Linked DNA regions of Mus musculus: all the other regions are linked to region 2. Evidence: chromatin contacts called from public HiChIP or PLAC-seq and Micro-C data. All regions are on one chromosome and are shown on one strand. Each heading gives the region's core, a stretch centred on a gene start, on an enhancer-like site or on the middle of the called end of the contact. The rest is flanking DNA. Distances are from core to core; before and after follow the strand shown.

Region 1 (4,634 bases), core at 1,605-4,104, 280 kb before region 2:
ACTTATGCAATTCGTCAGGGTTCTCTAGAATCACAGAACTTATGCAACTTAACATATAGAGATATGTTAAGTGAATTTATTGTGATGACTGTGTGTCTGTAATCTAATAACTAACCTGACAATGGGCAGCTGTGCTATGTCTCCAGCAGAAGGTGTGGCCTAGATTAACAGTGTGGATCTGGGACTTGCTCTTTCCCAGGCTGACTTTGAACTCAGAGATCTTCCTTGCCTCAGTCTCCCGGGATTAAAGGCATGTACTACCTTGCCTGGGTGTAAACTTTTCATGGCCACTATGGCTCAAGATCTCCACGCCAAGATCTAGGTCTGAAACTTCTCTTCCAGCCTCAAGATCTGCATCACAGGTGTGCCCTCCAATTCTGATTGTAGTTCATTCCAGATAAAGTTGACAACCAGGAATAGCCATTACAGAGGTAGCCAAAGTGGTTTAGAGCCAAGTCCCTGCTTGTCTTTGTACTTTATCTTCTGGCTGACTCTACTTAAGTGTCTCAGAGAGATTCCTGACTATGGTCTTTTATGATCCTGATCTCCAGGTCAAATCCTGGTGACTCCTGGCTTCAATTTACCCCTCCCACAAACGGAAACAGCTGTATCAGTCTCTCTCTCTCTGTTTTTTGAGACAGGGTTTCTCTGTGTAGCCCTGGCTGTCCTGTAGCTCACTCTGTAGACCAGACTGGCCTTGAACTCAGAAATCCGTCTGCCCCTGCCCCCCAAGTGCTGGGATTAAAGGCGTCTGCCACCACTGCTTGGCTTTGTACCCGTCTCTTTAAGAGCAGCACCCAGGCTGCTTTTTAGTATTCTGTCTCAAGCCTAGGTGGAGGAAGGTGAACTTTGAGATCTGAGAGGCTGGGAAGGCTAGTGTTAATTATGTTCAACTGAGGAGCCACTTGATTGACCAGCCAACCAGGTAATTCTAATTCTCTCTATGAATCTGCGGTAGTCTACCCTTCCCCAGGAAGACTGGCAAGGGGGGTGGTGGGGGTATCCTCTTTGGGACTATGTTCTCCTTGTCATGATGTTATGTAATCAGTTTACTTATGTCTCACTAGACTATGAGTTCTTTGTTTTTGAGACAGAGTCCATGTGGCCCAGGGTGGCCTCAAACTTATCATTCTCTTGCCACAGTTTTCTTAGAGCTGAAGTTATGAGCATGCATCTAGATGAATTATTTTTCTAACTATTTATTGTGGTGTGTGTGTGTACACGTGTATAGCGCACTTACCACAGCATGTGTGTGGAATTGGTTCTTTTCTACTTTACATGGATTCCAGGGATTAGGTTCTGGTTCCAGGCTTGTGGAGTAATCTCCTTTACCTGTTGGGCCATCTTGCTAGCCCCTAGACTGAGTGCTTAAAAATATAAAAGCCCGTGTCTTATTTTCCTGTGTGGTTCTGTCCTAATTTAGGTCATCACCTTGTCCCTGGGTAGTGCCCCCTCTGACTTCCTACCCTGTACTCTAAGCAGAGCATTCACTGTTTAAAGCTCTGGAGAGACTGTCAATAGCCCACAAGATACCCCTCTGTCCTTATCTTTTACCTCTCCCGACCCTCGCTACTTCTAACACTCACAGGGATGTTCTAACCACAATTACATCAAATCCCTTCACTTCTTTCAAACCTCTGATTCAAGTTGCCTTATTATTGTGGCTCACCCAGGCAGCTCTTTTTAAAAGGATTTTCCTTCTAGTGTTCCACACAGCTCTGTCCTGAGTGCTCCTCCCCAATCCCCCAAGGTATCATTCAATGTTTTCTAACATTATTACATAATTCATAATTTTTATCACCTTTCTGCCCATGAGGGAATGATACTTGCCCCTCCACCGGCCTTTTCTGTTCACTGATTAATCTGAAGCACTACAGTAGTGCCTGGTACAATGACTTTTTATGTCTTTGTTGGACAAATGAGTGGATAAACCTTTAGAATTCCCATTGCCAGGAGATGCTTGACAGATGAAAGTGTTCAATGCTCCATGAAGGAATGGAAGGATGGTTTCACACTGTCTTAGCTCAGCAAGGTTGCCAGGGTCAATTCTCTCAGACCTTTGCTTTCTCAATCAACCAAACTCACTGACATCCATCTAACCATCTAATGTCCAAATACTGAGCAACTGCTCTTCACTTGCTGTTCTTGAGGCTGCAGGGAAGAGTACGTGACTTAACGCGGCTTCTGCGCAGCAAATACCTACCAAGTGTAACAGGATAGCACAGATTGTCAACGCTAACAGTTCAGAGGTAGGACCAGGGAAGACCAAAGGGAAAGTCCAAAGTTTACCAGAAGTCTGAACAACCCTACTAAAGGCTCCACCTGTTGATAGTGAGGCCACGACCTGGCCAGCTAACTTGAGATGGAGAGGATGACGCGGCAGGGGTAATGACAAGATGACATGCCTGGGTAGGGAGGGGCCTCGAACCCGGGTTCTTGACATTCCGAAGGACGCGTGTCCCCAAGCAAGGTCCAAAGCGCCCCGGTGGCGGCCGGGAAAATCCGCGCTGGGTGCTTGACGGGGCCGCGCAGAGGCAGAGGCTGGAAGGCGGGGAGGTCACGAGGCGCATTCCTCAGGAGTTGGAATCCCGGGAGTGGGGCCGGGGCCGCCTCGGCCAGCCGCTGTCAAGTCCGAGGCGCAAACACTGCAAGGCGCTCCGCACCGCCCACCGCCGGTTCCCGCTGGCCGCAAGCAGGCAGAGCCGCGGGAGCTCAGAGGCACTACTTGTCCCCGCGGAGGGATCCCTCGCACATCGCGCAGCAACGACGGGGCGGGCCGTGGAGCCGAGGACGCCGGGCCGGGAGCGCTGAGACGTCGCGGGAGGCGGGGGTGGGAGGGAGCGGGTCGGGAAGTAGTTCCGGGTGCGCGGCCCCGGATGTTGGCTGCTCCCGCCGCCGCTGCCGCCGCCGCCGCCACTCTCGGCGCCGCTCCGGGCCTGGGCCGCTCTCTGAGGGCGCCGTTGGGACCTTTCGCGGGGAACGGAGACGCACGCAGCGGCCGGAGGCTCGGCCGGGCCGTCCCGGCCTGCGTAGCCTGAGGTGAGCACGCGTCGCCAGGGTCTCGTCGGGGCTGGGGCGGCGGGCGGGGAGGCGGGGCTGGGGCATCTCCCGGGACGCGGGCGGGGGCTGCCCTGGGCGAGCGGCGCTCGCCGTCCTCGGCGCACGCTCCCTGTGGCCGGCGGTGGGCGCCAGGCTGGGCCGGCCGGGTGGCGGCCCTCCCTCACCCGCGGCGCCACTCCTCAGCTGCCGCTGCCCCTCAGCCCGACGCCGCGCGCGCCCGCCCCTCCCCCAGGTGGGCCCGCGCTGCGGATGCCGGGGCCGCGGAGGACCGCGACAGTCGCGCCCTCGTCGCTCCGTGACCTGCACCTGGTCCGGGCTCGTCCTGTTCCCGGCGCGATGCGGCGTCCCCTCCTCGCCCTCCAGGCGCTATTCTGCCGGGAAGGCGGCCGCTGCCTTGTGGGTCGCGGGTGCCCTGCGGGGCTGAAATGGCTGGGGCGAGGGTCCCACCTTCTCTCCCATCCTGTCCCCGGGCCCTTCTCTGGCATTGGGGGAAAGGCAGCCTTCGCATGCGGACGTGTTGCTGCTGTCCTGCGTGTGTTGCATCCTGCCCACGTGGTAGTGCCCCGTCCCTCCCACTCCCTCCATTTTTTGCAGTTGGTTGAGATGTTTTTTGTTTTTTTTTTTTCCCCCGCCCTGCTTTACTCCCCTCCACCCCGTGATTTCTTCCGGGCAGCGTGGGGAAGGTGTTAAGGTCAGTTTGTTTTGCCGAGGATGACTTGTTTGATGGAAGAATCAAGAGTTGTACTCTTAGGAAATTGAGACTACTAGGGGATCGACCAGATCTTAGTTAATTGACATCTTTTCAGTACCAGTAGCTCTTGCTCTTCTCTACTGCTTAATTCTCCAGAGAGCAGGCGCTTGCAACTGATGTGTTGGTGTGTACGGTTTTCCTTTCTCTATTCTACTTTCTTGTGTCACTGTGGCCTAGTATTTTCTAGTCTGTGTTGATGCAGGGCTCAAGTTGTTGCTACATTTCTGAATGAGTCGTGTCGGGGCGCTCGAAACTGGTGGGCTTCTTTTCACCTTTCACTGTTTATTTGCCTTTAGTTTTTCCTTGTGTTTTGTACCCTAGTGAGAAAGCATGCATGTTCTATTGGGTGTAATATACGTAGATTTTTCTCTAGTAGAAGGACTAGGTAGTCCTGCTTGCTGCTTTTGCAGAAAGTTCTTTATTCCACATCTCTAAAATGCACTAGGTACTATTGGGCTCTGTTTTTTAACACTGTTTTGAAATACATGTCTCCCTCCCCATCTCCCTTTAAGCTCTTTCAGGTTAACATTTACATCTTTCTGTGTTTCGCTCTTGGGAGACCACAGATTGCTCTCTTTACAGTAGCAGTGACAGACGCCTTTCTTTTATTCTTTTTAAAATCATAGTATTTATGGAGAAAACGATAGCTGCTGCTTTATTTTTTTTCCAAGTGATCCCCATTTTTATGATAGGAAGGGCTATGTAGATGTGATTTCATTTTTGAGTGTTTTGTTTTAGGTGAACTTGAAGCTCTTCCCTGTTTGGTTTAATATTGGAATTGAGGTGGGCCGTGTTCTCTGTTGTGGGCTGCTAGGGAGTTTCT
Region 2 (5,185 bases), core at 175-2,674:
GCTCTTGGCTTGAAATAAGGCTCTTCCTTTCAAGTAAGAGTAAAGTTACTTTTTGTTTTTTCTCAGTGGTACCTCTTTAAAAGCTAAAACAAAACTGGATTAGATGCCATCTGGGTGGCTGAAGTAGTTGGCATGCACAGTTTAGGCTGGGGGTGGTTTATCTCCCTGCACTGTTGTTCAACCTTCATGCTCAACTTTGTTCCAACCTCCCCCCCCCAGACCCCGCCCCCCCCAAAAAAGTTAAAAACAGAACAATGACAGCAATGAAACCTTGCTAACAAAAATGTAAAGAGGAGCCAGATCAGAATAGTCAAATACCAAAGCCCAGGTGGCAGTTTCAATTTCCGATGTAAGTAGAAGAAAACCTGTCCTAGAACGGGAACTGGGGCTGAATCTCAAGGTGGATCAGAAATGGTGCCAGAACCATCCTGTGGGCTGGGAACACCTTTCAGTTCCCTGAGACTTGGGCAGGGCAGGGCAGGGCAGGGCAGGGCAGGGCAGGGCAGGGCGGGGCAGGGCAGGGCGGGGCGGGGCGGGGCGGGGCGGGGCGGGGCGGGGCAGGGCAGGGCAGGGAGGCATGCTCTGGGATTAAGCTGGAGGTGGAGGGTGAGCTTCAGTAGACACTTCACTGCCTTCAGCAGTGACACTCTGGCCCTTCAGGAGCAATAAGGGACCCCAGAGGGGTGACCCCTGTTTTGAAAAGTCTGCCGAGAGTCTGACCTATTAAACATGAATGTTTAGAAGTGTTCATGTGCAGTGCTATTCATCATTGGGAAGCCCATCATGCAACAAACATGTGCTTCGCATATATCCTGTATTTGCATATGTTTCTCCCACCATGTAATGTATTATCCATGTGTGCAGATATATGGATGTCAATGAACATTGTTACTGCCTGCTATTTGCCCTGTGTGGCAATAGGCCTGGTGCTGCCTGCCTTCTTTCAGTATTCCCAGCCATGCTATTCAAGTGATAATTGGTGTACTGTATCTTTAAAAGGTTAAAACCCCTTAAAAAAAAAAAAAAAAAAGGTCTGGACTCCTAGTGGAAAAGACAAGCGGGGCATGGGTTGGCTCTGGATTCAGAAAGCAGCTGCTGATTAGATTCTGTGTCTGCGGGCTGAATTTATTCCGTGTTTCCAGCAGGAATTCAAGAGGGATGCTTCTGTTTGGGTTTCTGATCGTGATTTATATTTATTCAGAGGAATAACAGAGGGTGGATCTGTTCCCGGCGCGAGCATGCTCACCACCAGCCGACTCTCCCATTATCCCCCTGCCTAGTTTGGTGCTCCAGTGTACATGAGTATTCCGTGTGCATATGTGTGTATACAAACACGCATGCACGCCTGGATGGACAGACATACGCACAGGTTATTTCTTAAGAGCAATTCCTTCAATAAGGTCTTTACCCCTTACTTGAAACAGGTGTTTATGAAAAAAAATGCACAATATCCCGACTGACCGGAATAATTGAAGAAGGGTGCTGGATCCGTGGGTCAGAGAACACACAGGACCAGCTTGCTACCCCAAGGCTGAAGGTAGGGGACTCTGGGTTTTTATTCCGCGGATGGATTCCTTGCGCTTTATTTTTCCCTGATTGTGTTTTCTCCCGCGGCCGCCACCGGGAAGTGCCACAGTGCTGGGATTCCATTTTGTCGCTGCCTTTCTCACGCCAGGTGTCTGGGTGGCGGGGCTGGCAGGGTGGCCACAGTGTGCGCGGTGGTCTGCGCGCTCGGCCTGGCTGGGGGAGCGCGAACCTCAAGTGACCCCCGCGCGTCAATCACTCGCAGCCGTGGCTGGGCTGTAACCCTGTGCGCGCCGCGCGCCCCCCGCGATAGCTCGGCTGCGTTGCGCTGCAGACCTGGCTCCTGGGCCAGGCTGCTGCTCTAGGAAGGGTCAGGCCCCAGAGATGTCTATTAAGTGCTTGGTAGAAGGATCATTTTGGTCTGATGCTGGGTGCCAGGACCGAAGGGAGAGATTTTTCTCCCTGCTCGCAATCCTGCCACCCCCTGAAAACGATTCCACGGGGGTGGGTGGGGGGTGAGGGGAGAATCACACCTTGTCAGTCCTCTCCCCAAAGCACACTACACCACACCAAACTGAAGTGGGAGTGGGGGTTGGGGGAATGTCTTGCCCTGTCACTAATAAAGCAGGTGCCCCTTCCTAGATGTCCCACATTTCACCATATTTTAAAATGGGAACACTGCTGGTGACAAACGGCCCCTGGGGAGGTGATGGGCAACCAGACTGGTGGCTGGGACAGAAGTAGTGGAGTAGAGGAACTCAGAGATCTGTATGGACTTCCTTGAAGCTGGCTGGTTTGGTTTATACTGCTTGTCAGGGTCAGGACCCTTTCTGTGGCTTGACCTGCCCTTGAACTTTGGGGACAATGTTTGCACAAGAGCCTGCTGGCTTAGAGGAGTGGTACTGTGGTCCTCTTTGTGCTTTGCATCTCAAAAGTTCTGGCAGCCTTTGGTTTTGCAAGGCGGTAGCCAGGTGCCCCGGAGATATCAGGCATGTTTTGATTTTTTTTTTTTTAACCCAGGCTTGCCTTCTGTTGTTGGGGTGGGGGTGGGGAGTGGAGGGATGGGAGAATGAGAACAAGGCATTTGTTGAACTAACCTCTACAGAAGTGTTCTCCAACCCATGTTTATGTAATTATGTAATCCCAACTAATGATCAGACCCAGTGCCCAAATACTAGCATCAGCCCTCTGCACTCAAGTTGGGTGCTTTTGTTGTTTATAATGTCTTTATGTAATTATGTGTGGGATGACAGCAGGAAGCATGTGGGGACAAGGAAGAATCATTTGAACAATTTGAGGGTCAAGAACACAGGCAAAGAGCAGGATTCTTGCTTGAGGACAGAGGTCTCAGAATTGGGTTGGTGTTGATCTCAAACTTTCCCACTGATTTCTGCCCAGGTGATGCTTGTCTGAACTTTGTGTTGTAATCTCACCCCTCTCTGTTCATGGAGAAGGATATAGCCACCTCTGCGGGGCCCTCAGGTTCCTAACTCAAGAGGATAAAGGACACTGGGTCTAGGGTAGCCACTTAGGTGCCTCCAGAGGAAGGGCCAAAGAAAAGTCTGTCCTGCTCGCTGTGGAGAGTTTTTCTCTGGGGTGGAGCGAGCCCCATGTTGGTGGATCTGCTTGAGTGCAGCCTTGGGAGCTGGATGCCCTTTCCATCCTTGCATTGCAATATTGGAGGTTTTACAAGGTAGGAGGATAGCTGTCCTGTGAGGAGCTCTGCAGGCAGGAGAGTTTAGTTCTCCCTTCCACCCAACTCTGTAAAGTACCCACAGTCCACAGAGCTCTTAATATAGAGACCGAGATCATGTTCCTTATCTGTTCCTCCTGGGGCTGGTGGGCAGGTTTGTTAAACTGGTGACTACATCTGACCTCCTAAGGCTAAAATTATTTTCTGGTCCTCAAGACTCTGGTACAGCAGTTGGCTGGTGGGGGCGGGGGTGATGGGAGCGTTGTTGCTTTAAAGGCTAACTGCTACTGTGCGCTCTGTAGATCAAGATGTACTCAATTGGCACTATTGTCAAGCTGTCTCCGCCCATTGTATTACAGCAGTGGCCACCCTCCTCAGAGTGCAGAAGTGTAAGCTGCTCTTGGACCCCTGCCAAATGAGCCAGGGAGGCATTTAGTGTGTGAAAGGTTCAGGCAAGAGGAGATACATTTAGTCTGAAGTCCTGGCAGATTCCAAGATTCAACTTGATGGAAGATAACATTAAGAAAGCTGTGTGACAACTAGATAGCTTTCAACTTGTCTTTCTTCCTGCTCAGCAAGTTCCTTGGTGTCTTTCAGGGTTTTATTTATTTATTTATTTATTTACTTATTCCCCTAGGCCCTGACAGACCGGTTTCCAGTCTACTACCCAGGGCACATTTTACCACTCCCTAACTGTACCAGGACAGGCAGGGCAGGGAACCTGGCTCCCTGAGCAAGCAGCTCTGCTCTTCGTCTGTAGCACTGGTGGAAGGACTAGAACTTTGAGAAGAGGATGAGATAGATCAGAAAGTACCCTGAGCTCTGCAGCTGGGAGGCATTGTAGGTGCCACCCAGTCTGGACTGCACAGCCGTGAGGTGTAAAGCAGAGAGACAGCCATCACCAGGCTGTGGGTGTGAACTTCACCCTGATTCTATTGTTGGTGCGAATTTCAGACCCTCTTTCAGGACTCAGCATTTAATTTAAAATTCTAAGCGCCTTGCTAAATGCACTTAGAAAATCTGGAGAAATCATTAAAGCTGGGCAAAAGGGTTAGGGAAGTTTTTTTAACCAAACATCAGTAATAATAAATATAATAAAGCTAGAAACAAGAGAAACTGAAAAATTATGTCTAAAGGCTATAAGAATCCAAAATGTGGACTTTTAAAATTAGTAGAAGCATATAAGCAACTTAATAAAATGTTATATATTTTGATGCATCTTTTGACCCGTGTATACCAAGAGCAGTTTAATGGATGTTTTTGTGCCCTGTTTAAGAAGGCAGATGGATCAGGAGCACAAACCAAATGAGTTGTTGTTGGTTTCTGTTTAGCATGGTGCTTGGAGAGAAAATGCAGCTATTTAAGAAAATAGCCTGACTACCAGAACCCCCTAAAGTTTCTGGATAGCCAGAGGCTTGCCAATCAAATCATAGTACAACTATGAAGTCCTGCTGGGAACTTGGTGATCTTTGGTTGGCATTTAATAGGACTATACTATATATTATTAGAGAAGTTTTGATTTAACGTTTGAGAATCCTGAGAAAATGATCTTGGAACTTTCATGTATTTTCTTTTTTTTTTTTTTTTTTTTTTTTTCCATTTTTTATTAGGTATTTAGCTCATTTACATTTCCAATGCTATACCAAAAGTCCCCCTTACCCACCAAACCCCCACTCCCCTACCCACCCACTCCCCACCTTTGGCCCTGGCGTTCCCCTGTACCGGGGCACACAAAGTCTGCGTGTCCAATGGGCCTCTCTTTCCAGTGATGGCCGACTAGGCCATCTTTTGATACATATGCAGCTAGAGTCAAGAGCTCAGGGGTACTGGTTAGTTCATAATGTTGTTCCACCTATAGGGTTGAAGATCCCTTTAGCTCCTTGGGTACTTTCTCTAGCTCCTCCATTGGGAGCCCTGTGATCCATCCATTAGCTGACTGTGAGCATCCACTTCTGTGTTTGCTAGGCC
Region 3 (5,159 bases), core at 2,270-4,769, 370 kb before region 2:
GCTGAGCTCTGTTTAAAGATCATAGTTGGCTTTATTTGCACTTCTAGAATCAGGCAGCATCTCCTTCCACCAAGTAGAAGATGTGCTCCCATGCCCCCTCTAATTTTCCCCATGGGCTGGGGTCTGACTTCATAGTCTGCTGCAACTGGCTAGTTTGAAGAAGAGTGGGAAGGGGCCATTTAAGTCAGTTAAGTTTCAAGAATACAGCAGGGCTTTTGTGGAAACAAATGTTTAACTCTGCTAGGGGGGCAAAACATTTCCATAAAGGTTTTCACAGGGCGGGGAAGATAAAAAGATTTGAGTTCCTTGTCATAAACAAAAGTTTTATAGTGCTTTACAGAAAGACAATCTCAAGCATATGACATGGGCGTGTGTGTAGAACCACATCTTCAGTCCAATCTCTCATTTCATATCTTCGGGCCGCTTCTCTCACAGGGAGGATGCTGGCTTCCATGGCCATTGATGGGTTTGTATGTATAATGGGCTTCCAGAAGCTGAACCAGTCTTCTCCTCCAGTCTAAGTGTCCACCCCAAAGATGCCCTCCCCTCTGTGTGAGTGCTGTCCCCTCCCTCGAGGCTGACTCCTGCATGGATCTTGTCCTTAGACATTTGGTTCCGGCTCTCTGTACCAGGTCTTGTACTTCCTCACCCTGCTGAGGTCTGACACCCCATTCTAGACTGTGGGCAGAACGCCAGGCCAGAAAGTGCAGCCCAGACTCTGTGCACCCTGACACTGACTACAGGTCATTGAAAAAGTCATTTAAGCCAAAGTCCCAGCGTCGACCACCTGCCCGCTAACTGCTCTCCCCATGTCCTCGAGGCTGTCTTCAATCTCACCTCCACCGAGCAATGCGATCCCACTGCAGGTCCACTTTCCTACACAGTCCGAGGCCTCCAATGGCATCTCTCTCCTGCTGTTTTCTTTCTTCCACTTAAGATACCTTCTTTCAAGTCCTGGAGGAGACTCTTTCTTCCTTTCCACCTAATTAATTCCTTGTTGTCTCTCAGGTCTCAGATCAAGGTTTCTCGTCTTTGGTCTGGAAGCCTTTCCCTATCTCCAAAGTCTAGGTTGTGTTTTTTGGTTTTTAACCTTAATTAATTTTATTTATGTGTATGTATTCACAGGCATATGTGCCATGGCCCTCATGTGGAGGTCAGAGGGAGTCGGTTCTCTTCTCTCACAGTGTAGGTCCCAGTGATAGAACTCAGGCTGTCTGGCTTTGGGCATGTCATGGTTTTTTACCTGCTGAGCTGTCTCTCTAACTCTGCATCTCTTTTTAAGTCACTCACTCAGAAACTTCTCCCTCTTGTCCTGGTTTTCCTGATGCCCTGCTCACTTCGTTGCTAGTTATAGATATAGTCTGGCTCTCTGAACCCGAAGCCTGTGGTGCCCTTTCCCTAGAATGCCTTTTCCTTCAGGAACGATGTTTGTTTAGATGCAGTTGCAGCTCGGCCTTGAGACCTTCTTCTTTAGCATTGCCTCCGTGAGAAGAACCAGACAGAGAAAAATGAAGTATGTATATGTTGCTTGTGCACAGGACGTCAGTTTCCAGCAACCTTGTTAGATGTCTCATAACTTCCTGTAGTTACAGAGAATTTGACATCATATTTCTGTCCTCTCCAAGAACAGTATGCATGTGCACTTACCCGACCCCCACATACACATAATCAAAATAAAATAGATCTTTGTAAAGCTTTGGTACAAACCTAGCCTGATGGCGCACACCCTTATTTCCCAGCACGGAGGAGCCAGAGGCAGGAGGATCCCTGTGAGTTCAAGGTCATTCTGGTAGACATAGAGGTCAAGACCAGAGCTACAGAGACTCTGTCTAAAGCAAAGCAAAACAAAAAGCTACCCAAATAAATACATCAATAAAAGTTAACATCCCAGTGTATCTCTCTCTTCCCTGCTCTCTCTGCATTGTATATATCTGTAGAAAGAGAGAATTCACAATCTATAAGTTCATCCTTTTAAGGTACAATGTAATATATTCAGAAGGTTATATATTCAAAAGGTTGTATACTCACCACTATTCAATTCCAGAACGCTCCCCCAGCTTTAAAACTCCATATAGTTGTTCGTCGTTGCCCTTTGTTAAACACCCTCACCTCTTCCTCTCTCTGATACGCCCCCACCACTACTAAGTCCCTTCTCTCTATGTGTGCCTGTTCTGGACATTTCACATAAATGGAGTCTGACAATATGTGGCTTTGGGGGTCTGGCTTCACATAGCATGCTGTTTTCAAGCTGTCCTCTCTGTAGCATATATACAGGCAATATTCTTTTTATGACTAATCACAGTTCACTCATGAGCATCAGTTAAGGATGGATTGCTATGAACGTTCACGAGCAACTTTGGGCACTAATAAAAATTTGTATCAATGAATAAACCAATGTATGATAACCCATATGTCATTATATACTCTTTAGTTAAAATATGAATTATAATTTATTTATTTATTTATTTATTTATTTATTTATTTATGGGTTTTTGAGATAGGGTATCTCTACAGAGCCTGAGCTGTACTGGAACTCCAGGAAATCCTCCTGCCTCTGCTTCCCGAGTGCTGGAATTAAAGGCGTGCACCACCATACCTGGCTTATACCTCTTTTACAACTGACTTTTGGCAGGTCTGGGCCGGATAGTGCAGGCTGAAGAATATCTATCCCAAGCCCAATGGACAGTCCTCAAGTCAACTGACTGTAGTAACGCCACCCACTCTTTACTGCATCGGAACCTGGGCCTTCTCTACATAGCCAAGAAAAACCTCGATGAAGCCCGGTACCATCTGGCTAATGATGTGAGCAAGCTCACTTAAAATACCTGGGTATTTCCAAGAACGGCTCTGCTTAGTGTTTCTCTTGGCTGAGTGTTTCTCTAACACTGCTTATGCTGGCCATTTTGGGAGCAGCAGCAAGAACTCAGCCTTTCTACTTCCTAGCTATGCAAATGTGGCCAGGCCCCACCCCACCTTCCCCACCCAGATGTCTGAGGCTAATCTGGAGAGACAGAACTGCACAGTGCTAAGGGAAGAAGGGTTGTGCTTCTGCTTCCAGCAATGCTAGTTCTGTGACAAATTATTTAACCTTTCTCATCACATGTTAAGACACAAATCATAAACCGGTCCCAACCACATCAGCACATTGCAGAGATTAATAATAGATGTTTGTACACACTGGACTTTGTGGCTATTTGTTAAAATAATATTAACGTTTCTTCTTCAGAGTGTAGTTATTAAATTTAAATGAGCCAGATCTATAGGAAAGCACTTACAATCTATAAACCCGTACAAATGTGAGATACGGGAGTCAGATGAGCTGTTTTTCTCCAGTTCAGGAGTTCCTAGTCAAATTTTGGGGCTGGAAAATAGTACCAGATAGAGTTCCTGTCCCTGACCCGGATTAGGCTGGGTCATATTGCACTCCCATGGGCCCTTTCTACGCTCTACGCTCACCTTTCCTCCAGGCAGCCTTCCCTCCCTCTGGCTGCCTGCCTCTGTGCTCGCCTTAGACTCTTCCCCGTTCCTCAAGGCCATCTTGTGTGCAGCTCTCTGCCCTGGAAGGCTGCCCTCTGTGGCTGTCCTGGACGCCATCGCACCATCACTGTCTGGCTTTGCTAGGGACTGAAGAGTGTTGCTAGGGACTGAAGAGTGGGAGGCACAGCAGGAGGGTGGAGTTACAGTGGGGGAGGGGGTGGGTCTGGTGGAGCAGTCAGCTTTCCTTTCTGGATACAGCTCCTGTCTAGTGGCCCTAGCTCCAGCTCTGGCTGGTCTCCATTACCCATGCCATCTCCTCTGGTTTTCTGAGGTACAGGGGTGCCATTGCTGTTCTTGGTGCTCTGTTGGCCCTCTTGCTTTTGTGACTTCCATATCTCCAGTTACTCTTCCATTAAGTGACTTCAGGCAGCCCTATGTCATCTGTTTTTGTCCAAGCCCTTAACCAAGACTTTTTTTTTTTTTTTTTTAAAGAGAGAGGGTCTTATTATATAGTTAAGGCTGTCCTGGAATTTGATACGTTGACCAGGTTGGCCTTGAACTCAGAGATCTGCCTGCCTCTGCCTCCTGGATGCTAGGCTTAAAGGTGTGTGCCACCATGCCTGGCAAGTTTTCTTCATTTATGTTTGCCTCTACCCCCCACATCCTTCAGTTAATTAAGTAGAGGCAGGCATATTCTGTCTTGTGCTGATCACACAATTAGGAATTAGATCAAAACCTCAAAACCATGTTTCCTGAGTGTACACACACACACACACACACACACACACACTTGTTGTTTGCTTTCTTTTTGAACAGGGTCTCACTATGTATCCTAGCTGACCTCAAACTCATGGAAATCCGCCTGCTTCTGCCTTCCACGTGCTGAGATTAAAGGTGCATGCCACACTGTCTCGAGATACCCTTTTTGAGACAAGGTCTTATTATATTCCAGGTTGATCTTGAACTCAGCATCATCCTGCTTCAGCTCCTGAGTGCTGGAATTACAGATATTCCCTATCACACCTACATGTCTTCCCCCTTCTTTAACACACACTTCACTGATACAAATTACAAAATCACTCATTTTCATGTAAGTTTTAGTACAGAGCTACACAACCAGGAGCACATTTCCATCACTCAGAGAAGCCCCTCATTTCCATTTGCAGTCATTTCCACTCAAATCCCAACCCCAGGCAGCTGGTCTCTGTCTACATAGATCGATCTCCCTCCCTCCCTCCCTCCCTCCCTCCCTCCCTCCCTCCCTCCCTCCCTCCCTCCCTCCTTCCTTCTCTTTCTTTCCTTTCTTCCTCCTCCTCCTCCTTCTTTTGAGATAGAATTTTTGGTGTAACCCTGGCTGTCCTGAAACTCACTCTGTAGACCAGACTGGCCTTGAACTCCCACAGCTCTGCCTGCCTCTGCTTCCTGAGGGCTGGGATTAAAGTTGTGTGCCACCAGCACAGGCATGCTCTCTTCACAGAGGGAGAATTGCAGGCAGAGTCTAGAGTCTGTCTGACTGTGCTCACCTGCATAGTGCTTGTAGTCCATCCATCCTGAGCCACAGCTCATGTCTTCTGTTGTCAAGTAGCAGTCTACCCTGGTTAGGGCACAGGCCGTTTGTCCACTCTTGAGACAATGGATGTGTGTGCTGTTTCTGCCCTGGGACTGGTAAGAATGACTGTGAC
Region 4 (4,472 bases), core at 132-2,631, 390 kb before region 2:
GGGCTGCAATGAAAGGGAAGATGCTGCTGCATCCAAACAACGTCTTGTCTTTCCTTCCACCTTTGTGTCTCCAGGCTCCACAGGATAAAGTTCAAGGGTCTTAAGGAATACAAAGGTTGTGTATACCAAGAGGCAAGATGCCTCTTCAGCCTTACCAAAGCACTTTGGTTCACAGAACATTACCCAGTTGCAAACTCCAACTTGTAACTCCACTTAGAATAACCTTCCCCACTTGATCAGGCCCTCTGTCCATCTTTTGATGAGTCATCTCCATCACCCTGACACCCCCGTCTCACTACCCCGGGGATCTGACTGCACTTTGTACATACCTCCACTACAGCATTTATCATTCTGATCTGTGATTATGGCTGGTGTCCAGGCCCTCGCTAGACTGTGAGATCCTTGAGGGCAGTGTCTTATTCATCTCTGTATTCCCAGTGCCTAGCTCATACAGAAGGCTGAAAGGCCATCCAGATCAAGAGGAAAGTAACCCAAGATTGGTTAGAGGGGGTCAGATCTCTGGAAGAGAAGAGCCCATCACCTGCAGTGGGCCACCAGATGAGTGGATCTTGTGTTCAGGCATTTCGGAGACAGGAATATAGAAATCTGACACTGCCGCGGCCAGGTAAAACATCGCAGAAGAGCCTGTGAAGATAAACGGAGTATAAGAAATCGGGGAAGGGCATGGAATCTTTTCTTTAACTCGGGTTCCTTGGCTGTGGGGTAGGCAGCAAGCAATAGGGAAAAGAGGCTAGGGAGAACGGCTCTACAGCCAGGAAAACCTTTGGATTTCCTTGGAACATTCACCTAATGGACTGAGAGCCAGGGCAGCAGCCTGCAGCAGATGCAGATAATCCGCCAAAGTGGTAAACTCTACAGCCAGAAAGGTGCCGGCAGCGGCTGCCTCTTGGTAGCTCTGCAATGCTGCAGCAAAGCCCGGGAGCGCATTCTCTTCGGCCTCCAGACTCAGCTTGCCCGACTGGGCTGGGCCAGAAGGCCGAAGGGCTGACAGCCAGGCCTGGGGCGGGAAGCGGTGGGCATAGGGGAAGGCCGAGCGCGCTCGGTACAAGAACAGGACTCCATAGCCGGCAGCCAGGAAGACCTCCGCCGACGCGGCTCCGCGTCGCCCGCTACTGAAGTTGTCCAGAAAGCGCACGGCTCGCGCTTCCAGGGGGACCTTGGTGCCTCCAGATGTGATCAGCACCACCCGCCGGCCCTGCTCGCCCAGCCTGGCCGCAAAGCGAGCCATAACCTCGGCCCAGCGCGCAGCACCCGCAGGACGCGGCAACTCAGCCACCAGGTCCATTTCCGCCATCTGCACTGTAGTCACCCCACGGTAGAACCACAGCGCCCGGGCACGCCGGGCCGCTGGCGCCACGCCCCCTTCCGGATACCTGGGCTGCGCGCAGCCGCAAATAGTGACTATGGTCATTCCCTTTCCTATGTCCGCCAGTAGGTCCTGATCTCGCTAAGGCTCGAAATGCTTGCCTGTTCTGGGAAAGCCCGTCGGGAAGCGTCTAGAGGAAGAACGTATCTAGAAAATCCAGAAAAATTATGCTTCCTGTGGATTTCCTAGTTTGGAAAACGAAATGGTTGTTTTTGACCTATACCGGCCACCGTATAGTTCTCCCCAGGCTCGGGCTACATGGCAGTCAAGTTCTGGCTATTTAACCTTTGAGATTTAGAGTTTGTGCTCTCCCCTCCCCAATTGTCGCAGTCAGTCCCGCCCCTCCCCCTTGCCCTTGAAATCCCGACGTCCGGGCTGGCCCGTGGTTGTCACGTGACACCTCAGCCTTGCGGATGCTAGCCAGGCAACCGTCCTGGAGACCGACGCCGCCGGCCGCACCATGAACGTGATCTACCCGCTGGCGGTGCCCAAGGGGCGCCGGCTCTCCTGTGAGGTGTGCGAAGCCCCGGCCGAGCGGATGTGCACGGCCTGTACAGTCACTTATTACTGGTAGGCCCTGGAACATGGTGCCTGGTGCCTCTGCTCCCTCCCTGTCTCCCAACACGGGTCTGGCCTCGTGTGTCTGTCCTTTGTGGCCTTTCCTGCCAGGGACCCCACAAGTCCAGAGCAGGCTTGAAGACGCGTGTCTAAGACTTCTGTGGCTTCCTCTGCGTCTTCTCCGGCTCTGCTGGGTTTTTTGCCTGATGTTTTGCGGGGCTCCTACTGTTACTGTGTTGCAAACCCTTCCTGGTGCTGAACATAATGGGGCCATTTCTGTAGATCTCTCCTCTCAAAGCTCAAGGAGAACTCTGAAGACAGAGAAGTAGACAAATGATAATTTCAGGGAGAAATGGCAAGTCAAAGGAAATGGGAGGAGAAATTGGGCAGACAGCTTCTCTCAGAGTAGACGATTGGTCTGAAGTTAAGGAGCTAAAGAGCCGGTGTTCTTGCCCTACAAAGGCACAGGTAGGGTTCTTAAGTAGGGAAGACGTGTTCTTCAGGACTAGAAGAAAGACTATTGGCCAGTGCACAGCTAAGGGAGTTTGAATGTAGGAGAGGTAGTAATTCAAGATGCGAGGGGTTTAAATGTATTCGCATTAACACCATCCCCATCCTTTTTTATAAGAGAGTTTCATGTAGTTGGTCTCAAACTCACTATGTAAGCTAAGAATTGAACTTTTGAACATCGTACCCACACCCCTCAAGGGCCGGAGTTGCAAGTATGTGTTGCCATGCCTGGTTTGTGTAGTACTAGAGAGAGAACTCAAGGCACCGTGCATACTAGACAAACTACCAACTAAGTCACATCCCCTGCCCTAGACTCTATTTTGGGCCTCACAAAACTAGGATACTGACCTTCCAAACTTAACTCATAGCCAAATGACTTGTGTGTGTGTGTGGTTTTTTTAAAGCCTTATTTTTCATTTTACATGCTAAGTTCTGTCACTCCTGAGCCCTGAGACTTCTGAGGAGGGTAACATGGTGACTGGGGCAGTATCTAAAAAAGGTTTCTTTGAAATAAGATTTGAGTATTGAGAGGCCAGTACGGGCTTGCTATGTGAAGACACAGAAGAAGGGTGGGCCGTTCCAGCCATACAGCACTGGTTTGGTTAAAGAGTGAAAGACCTTGGCTGAAACCTAAATGGGAAAGAAAGCTGCGTGAGTCCCAGCCAGTGATTTCCACACAGGGATTCGGTGAATAACTCACAACCTGCATTTATACTGCATAAATAATATGTATTTGTAAGATGCATTTCTTCCTGCAGGCAGCAGCAGTGTGGGACAGGGGAGGGTCACGATGGCAGGCAGCAGCAGTGTGGGACAGGGGAAGGCAGACCCTGCCTTCTCGTTAGATCACAGGATCCTCCCCTTCTCAGACTGTTCCAGGTGCCCTTCCTCCATGTCCTACGTGATACAGCCGTCCTCATTCTTGGCAAGTGAGCATGGGCTGGAGTTCAGCATCCCAGTGCTCAGTAAAACAGCCTGACATTTTTGTGGAATTTCTTCTATTTTCTTCTGTATATTTATGGTATAAACTATGAATTGTGAATATGTTCCAAGGTGATAGATCTTTTAAAAACAGGACATTTATTTATTTAATTGTATTGGTGTGTGTGAGAGAGAGAGAGAGAGAGAGAGAGAGAGAGAGAGAGAGCACAGATCAAAGGACAGCTTTCAGGAGTGAGTTCTCTGTAGCCCAGGCTTTACCACCTTTTTGTTCCCAGAAATAGCGACTCAGACTGAATTATCTTTAGCTTTGTTCCCCAACCATCATGTATCCCAAAAATCCTATTCATTCATCCTATGAGTGCCACATGGCAAGTTACCTCTTCTTCAGTTTGATGCTTCTGTCTCCATCAGCATTCCTGGGCGAATCTCCTTCTCGCTCCTGACTATCCCAAAAATCCTCTATCTGTATCAGAACTTTTACCTCCCTATTTCCTGCCTCAGCTCATAGGCCAAAAGCCTTTTATTGAAGATTTCACACATTGCACAAAAGATTCCCTCTACAGTTCTCTGCTTCAGCATGCAGGTTCGAGCCCAGATCATAAGACTTGCTGGGAAGAAATCTTGCTGGCCTGGAATAAAACATTGTTAAGAAGGATAATTTTATGAAAGTACATATAGAAACATTAGTAGTATATCAGAGAGCTCTTGGTTTATAGTACAGTAGATCATAGCATATAGATAACAGTAATTTGTGATATTTTCCCTTTAATTGAATGTTTGTGATACAAACTTAAAGGCCTTCGCTGGCCAGCAGGGAGAAAATGTCAAGTGGTATTTGATGATAAGAAGCAGTAGGAAACTGGGTGTGGTGGTTCATGCTTGCAATTCTAGCACATGGGAGGCAAAGGCAGGAAGATCACTGTAAATTCAGGGATGGCCTGGGCTAATAGTTCAAGGCAAGCCTGGGCTACAGCGTGAATAGTTTCAGAAAGAAAGGGAAGGAAGGAGAAAGGGAGGGAGGAAATGAAAGGAAGAAGGAAGGAAGGAAGAAGAAAGAGAAGCTTTAGTGGATGGT
Region 5 (5,059 bases), core at 2,246-4,745, 320 kb before region 2:
TATAGCACTGGTGCTACTGATGGAGATCACTAGCAGCCTAGCCTGTACAAGACCCTGGCTTCAATCCCCAGGGCTGCATAAACATAAATAAATAAACACATAAGGCCACCAGAGCTGAAGCTCTGAGAGCAGCAGGAATGCTGAATCATGCTCTCCCTGAGACAATGCTTACAAGGCCCCCTCTGCCAGGTCACACACATTTTCTCTGTCTCCGATTATGACTTCATAACTCTCCCTTTTCCTAGAGTTGGTTAATAATTCTGACCGGAGGATGGTCAGAGATCTTAACTGTCATTAGTAAACCTGTCCTCACAGAAAAGCTCACCACAAACACATACACATCGAATCATGATCTCCCAAACACAGTCTCTATCTCCACAAAGGCCTTGTGCGCTTTACAGTACAAGCCTCATGCTTCAATCTAGGTAACGAACATTACCAAAGGCCTACTATGTACTGGGTATGGGAAAAAAAAAATCTTTTTTGGAGAATCCTAGATAGGGGAGGGGTCGGATACAGGCCTTGTACACAGATCAATTATAATAAACTTTCAATGGGTGCTACTCTGATGTTGTTTGGTAGCAGGTGGAAGATATCTCCATGGGGATAGAGAAGGGAGCTTAGGAATGACGCAGGAGATACCAGTGACTTGAGCTAGATTTGAGGGATGAATGGAATTCTACCATCTGGGGGGAACCAGATGGGGACCTCAGACTGATATTTCAGTGGAAGCCCAGGAGTCACAAGACAACAGTGAAGCCAATGTTGACTGGCGCGTGAAAAGACAGCAGGATCCACTGAGTACGGCTGTAACTCCCAGCTGGTGCTGTGTGCATAATGACCTCACTCACGTTTATGAGTATTAATAAGTAAGAAGAACGGAGCACAAGCCACGCGAGTTGGCGTGAGGACCTATTACTATGACTCCGTGATTACAGTTGTTACTATTAGTTACATGTGTTTTGGTCTTGGAATCACTTGTGTTTAGGGAAATAAACATTTACTGAACGATTAAACAACGTGCAGATTCTCAAAGGAACAAAATAAGGTAGATAAGACGTTAAGCCAGCAGAGTATAAAGGGGGACTTTCTATAGGACTGCTTTAGTAACCTGAGGGTCACTGCTCCAGCCCCAGCCCCAGCCCCATCCAAATTCAGGTTGGTTAGGGTAGATCTTCTAAGTTAAAATAACCATCACAGAGCCAGGTAAGTCGATTTCTGGGGGGTTGAGGCCAGCCTGGTCTACATAGGAAGTTCCAGGACAGCTAAGGCTATCCAGCGAGACCTGTCTCCAACAAACAAACAAACAAACACACACACACCAAAAAACCTGTCTTCAATTTCTCCATCCATCCATCAAGCATCTATATAGATTTTCTTGTAAATGACTAGTTTGTGAACACAGACATTTTCACACATGAGTTCTACTTAATTGCTTACGTGCTTCCTGAATCATTACGATTTAATTTTCACTTTTCTTACAATTGATTCTTTAACACGAAGTTTTATACATTCAGAGAGAACATCTTCAGAAGTGCTGATGTACACGTAAAGACTGACAAACAATAGGAAAATCTGACTACCGTCTCTCAAAAGGATGTTTTTACAAGCTGTAAAGAAAACAAGGAAACTCATCTTGGGAATGGACACAAGTATATATTAATGACCGGTTTTAGATCACCAAAATATAACTGATCATTCCACTTAAATATGGAACCCAAAGCTTTTCAAGCTTGGAGAATCTCAACTTAAATATGACATACATGATTCAAAGAGATGGGGGCAGGAGAGAGGGCTCAGTGGTTAGGAACACTGGCTGCTTTTCCAGAGGGCCCAGGTTGGAGCCTGCATGGTGGCTCACAACTATAGCTTCAGTTCCCAGAGGATATGATGCCCTCATCTGGCGTCTGAGGGTACTGCATGCACATGGTGTACAGACATACATGGAGACAAAACACCCATAGACATAAAATTAACCGTGAAAAGGCAAAACCAAACCAAACCCTAAAATCAAAGTCAAAGTGATTATCACAAAGCAAAGCCGAGACATTTGGCAACAAAAAAGCTGTAAGAAGAATCTAGTTCTTCAAATTCTCTGTTCAGAAATGGCGTTCACCGTTAACCAATCAGGAGGGTTTCAGCAACCCAAACTTAAAAAATGGTATTTTTACACTTAAGCACACCACTTGAAATGTGGAGTGTCTAATGCTTGCATATAACTACTCCCAAAGTATATGCATTTTGAACCTAGTAAGGTTTAACTACACCTACCGATGAACAATGTACAAAACTGAGCTATTTCACTTAGGGACACATACTCAAAACCTCACTTGTAAGTAGTCTGTTCAGGATGTGGAATCCCTACCCTTGCAGAAGGAACTCTACTCAACCAGTTAAAGATGACATATGGGTAACATTCCAAGAAGCATCCAAGACGGCCCAACCCTCCTCAGCCCTGGACCCCCTGAAATAGCTGGCTACCTCGGAGGGCTTACCGAGAACACAGACTGTAAGCCAGTGAATACGAGTTTCCAAAGTCATGGATAGCTTAGCAATACATAGCAGGCATGTATTGAAGATAATAAGAATAAACAGAACGCTTTGAATAGGCAGTCAGGGATAATAACCATTTCCCCCAACCTCCCACCTCAATTGCCCTGGACCCGGCACTGAAGGGACCAGTGAGGCCTGGAAGTACTTGGCTATTTTGGAATCTGAATTAAACATTCTTTGGGAGGAGGACAAATTAATGGAAACCATCAATCGTCTCCTCTCGCCCCTTCCCCTCCAGAGACGATCTCAATCTTTCTCAGCTGTCTCCCATAATTAGGCTCCCAGTTTGAGAATAGTGTTCTACCTAGGGCGTTCATCACTGGAGCATACATACCACTGGAAAAGTTTCCCAAACATCTGCCTAAGAGCAATTTTGTGAATTCTGGGTTGGTTCTTTTAATTTCGGGATCCAATCCGGCAGGCCACCTGTGCTCGGAGAATCTACAGTGTGAGGTTTGGTGCCTTTAGCTTCAGGTGAATGTGAATGCCCCATTAACTCATCTCCTAAATGAATTAAGCATCTTCTCTACTCTTGGCCTCAGGCTGCTGCAGAGGGGCTACCTCGGAGCCGGGCTCAAGGAGGAGAGCGGCCGGCTCACGGGACCCCGGTGCCCCTCCCTCCCTCCCCCGGCTGAGCTCACCTAGGTGGCCGCCGACGACGGTGACGGCGATCTGGTCCAGGAACACCGCCCGGAAACCCACGTCCTGCTCCGAGCAGCGCTGGCGGAGCGCGCGCAGGATCTGCACCTGCGGGTAGTCCTCGCGGATGAGCCGGTCGGTCAGCAGCCAGACCTGCGCGCACATGGCGACCGAAGCTGCGGCCGCTCGCCCGCGCGACCCCCTGGCGCGTCCCAGGCGAGCACCGCGGCTTTGCTTGCGCCGTGCGCCAGCCGCCTCTGCAGACCCGGCCGGCGAATGCTCCGGATCGCCTCGCGCCGACGCCGCCGCCGCCGCCTCCGCTGCCTCCTCCGCCGCCTCCGCCCAGCCAATCAGCACGTCGCGACGCCCGGGGAGGACCCGGCCCGGAGCCTGCGGAGCTGCGCAGCCTGCGGCGGCCGGGCGGGGCTGGGGCGACCCCGGGAACCGATGGGCCACTGGCTGGGTAGGCGCGGTGCTGCTCCCCCAGAGAAAAGTGCGAGTCTTGGTTGCACCACCAACCTCTTCCAAAGACAACTCCCAGCCTGGCAAGGTCACATGGCGGGGCTCTGCAGCTGGACTTGACCCTTAGAAGAGCGATCTGTCTGCCCCAATCCTGGCCTGCAGCCTGGCTGGGAGATGGAGGCAGTTGGGTCTTAGCAACCAGATACTTCATTTAGATAATTCGAAGATCCTTTTCCTTTTCTTACACCCCAGTTTGCACCAGCGCTTGACCATCATAACCCCAGTGTCATAAAAACAGGTTAAGACCCCCATATTGAGTTAGGGGAACCCCTAGGGCGCGTTTTTTCCTCCTAGTCCACACCCCACTTCCCCTCCGCCCTCCAACTCAGTCCTCTGTACATACTGTCCGTGGTCCTAGCCGTTTGCAAATTCTGCCCGCAAACAATAGCGTGAAACCTGGTATTCGGTTCTTGAAAATAAATTAATTATACATTTATTTATGTATGTATTTATGTATTTATTTATTTATGTATTTATTTATTTATTTATTTATTTATTTATTTATTTATTGTGCACAAGGTGAGCTGGTGGCCTGTTACCACAGCTTGATCGTGAAGATCAGAGGACAACTTTCAGGATCTGGTTCTCCTGAAACCCACCATGTGGATCAAAGTCAGGCTAGGCAGCAAGTGCTTTTACTCTCTGAGCCATCTCACAGCTCCTAGCTAGTCATTTCTAAATAACTATGGGGTTGACTTTAGCCAGTTGTGTTTCCAGCTCTTTAAAACATCTTTTTGAAATCATCATCGCCGCCGCCATCATCATCATCATTTTGGTTTTTTCAATATAGGGTTTCTCTGGGTAACCTTGTCTCCCTGTAGCCCTGCTTCCCTGTAGCCCTGTGTAGTTTCTGTCCTGGAACTCACTCTGTAAATGTGATGGTTTGTATATTCTCAGAGTGGCACCATCTGGAGGTGTGGCCTGGTTGGAATAGGTGTGTCACTGTGGGTGTGGGCTTAAGACCCTCATCCTAGTTGCCTGGAAGTCAGTCTTCCACTAGCAGCCTTTGGATGAAGATGTAGAACTCTCAGCTCTGCCTGCACCATACCTGCCTGGATACTGCCATGTTCCCACCTTGATGGTAATGGACGGAACCTCTGAGCCTGTAAGCCAGCCCCAATTAAATGTTGTTTTTTTATAAGACTTGCCTTGATCAAGGTGTCTGTTCACAGCAGTAAAACCCTAACTAAGACACCGGGTTAGTCTCAAATTCATTACAGAGATCTGCCTTTGGCTCCCCGAGTGCTGTGATTTAAGGTGTGCTCCACCACCACCCGGTTTAAATGATGTTTTGTGCATCTTCGATGTGTGTTTGAAGCACAGGGTCACGTGAATGCCAGAAGGA

The links. Hi-C and Micro-C count contacts between places; a contact is called where the count stands out from the background. HiChIP or PLAC-seq counts read pairs in DNA pulled down with a chosen protein or histone mark.
Region 1: a contact with region 2 is called in an H3K4me3 HiChIP or PLAC-seq map of pro-B cells, with 6 times the contacts expected there. The contact joins the promoter of Foxj3 here to the promoter of Hivep3 in region 2. A contact is called at or near these places in 1 of 39 promoter capture datasets (hippocampal neurons), 3 of 484 Hi-C or Micro-C datasets (cerebellum, embryonic stem cells and pre-B cells), 3 of 115 datasets of contacts at active chromatin or transcription factors (bone marrow-derived macrophages, microglia and pro-B cells) and 2 of 9 other capture datasets (liver and pancreatic islet).
Region 3: a Micro-C map of embryonic stem cells shows a contact between it and region 2, with 2.0 times the contacts expected there. The contact joins the enhancer-like site here to the promoter of Hivep3 in region 2. A contact is called at or near these places in 2 of 39 promoter capture datasets (embryonic stem cells and stem cell-derived epiblast-like cells), 4 of 484 Hi-C or Micro-C datasets (the G1E-ER4 cell line, cerebellum and embryonic stem cells) and 1 of 115 datasets of contacts at active chromatin or transcription factors (embryonic stem cells).
Region 4: an H3K27ac HiChIP or PLAC-seq map of large pre-B cells shows a contact between it and region 2, with 4 times the contacts expected there. The contact joins the promoter of Ppcs here to the promoter of Hivep3 in region 2. A contact is called at or near these places in 3 of 39 promoter capture datasets (embryonic stem cells, liver and pre-B cells), 4 of 484 Hi-C or Micro-C datasets (the G1E-ER4 cell line, cerebellum and embryonic stem cells) and 5 of 115 datasets of contacts at active chromatin or transcription factors (bone marrow-derived macrophages, embryonic stem cells, large pre-B cells and 2 more).
Region 5: an H3K4me3 HiChIP or PLAC-seq map of embryonic stem cells shows a contact between it and region 2, with 10 read pairs. The contact joins the promoter of Rimkla here to the promoter of Hivep3 in region 2. A contact is called at or near these places in 1 of 15 datasets of contacts at CTCF or cohesin (large pre-B cells), 2 of 484 Hi-C or Micro-C datasets (cortical glia and embryonic stem cells), 2 of 115 datasets of contacts at active chromatin or transcription factors (CD8 T cells and embryonic stem cells) and 2 of 9 other capture datasets (embryonic stem cells and liver).

The regions. Positions count from the first base shown.
Region 1 is chr4:119,536,807-119,541,440 of GRCm38.p6, forward strand. It overlaps Foxj3 (forkhead box J3), which reads left to right and starts at 2,855. Exons shown (of 13, transcript NM_172699.3): 1 at 2,855-3,039. Frg2f1 (FSHD region gene 2 family member 1) reads right to left here and starts at 1,963. Exons shown (of 4, transcript NM_001004178.1): 1 at 1,802-1,963.
Region 2 is chr4:119,813,254-119,818,438 of GRCm38.p6, forward strand. Hivep3 (human immunodeficiency virus type I enhancer binding protein 3) reads left to right here and starts at 1,425. Exons shown (of 9, transcript NM_010657.3): 1 at 1,425-1,537.
Region 3 is chr4:119,439,117-119,444,275 of GRCm38.p6, forward strand. Zmynd12 (zinc finger, MYND domain containing 12) reads left to right here. Exons shown (of 8, transcript NM_001014900.2): 4 at 2,633-2,802. Among named protein-coding and RNA genes, the nearest start is that of Zmynd12, 19 kb to the left of the region's middle. Within about 2 kb of position 3,520, at least 30 of the 459 cell types and tissues checked have an H3K27ac peak or open chromatin away from gene starts, as enhancers often do. A contact at or near this core is called in embryonic stem cells and stem cell-derived epiblast-like cells, where this site is marked.
Region 4 is chr4:119,421,039-119,425,510 of GRCm38.p6, forward strand. It overlaps Ppcs (phosphopantothenoylcysteine synthetase), which reads right to left and starts at 1,382. Exons shown (of 3, transcript NM_026494.4): 1 at 808-1,382; 2 at 542-645. The coding sequence starts at 1,315. Zmynd12 (zinc finger, MYND domain containing 12) reads left to right here and starts at 1,646. Exons shown (of 8, transcript NM_001014900.2): 1 at 1,646-1,957. The coding sequence starts at 1,848.
Region 5 is chr4:119,489,103-119,494,161 of GRCm38.p6, forward strand. It overlaps Rimkla (ribosomal modification protein rimK-like family member A), which reads right to left and starts at 3,496. Exons shown (of 5, transcript NM_177572.4): 1 at 3,195-3,496. The coding sequence starts at 3,357.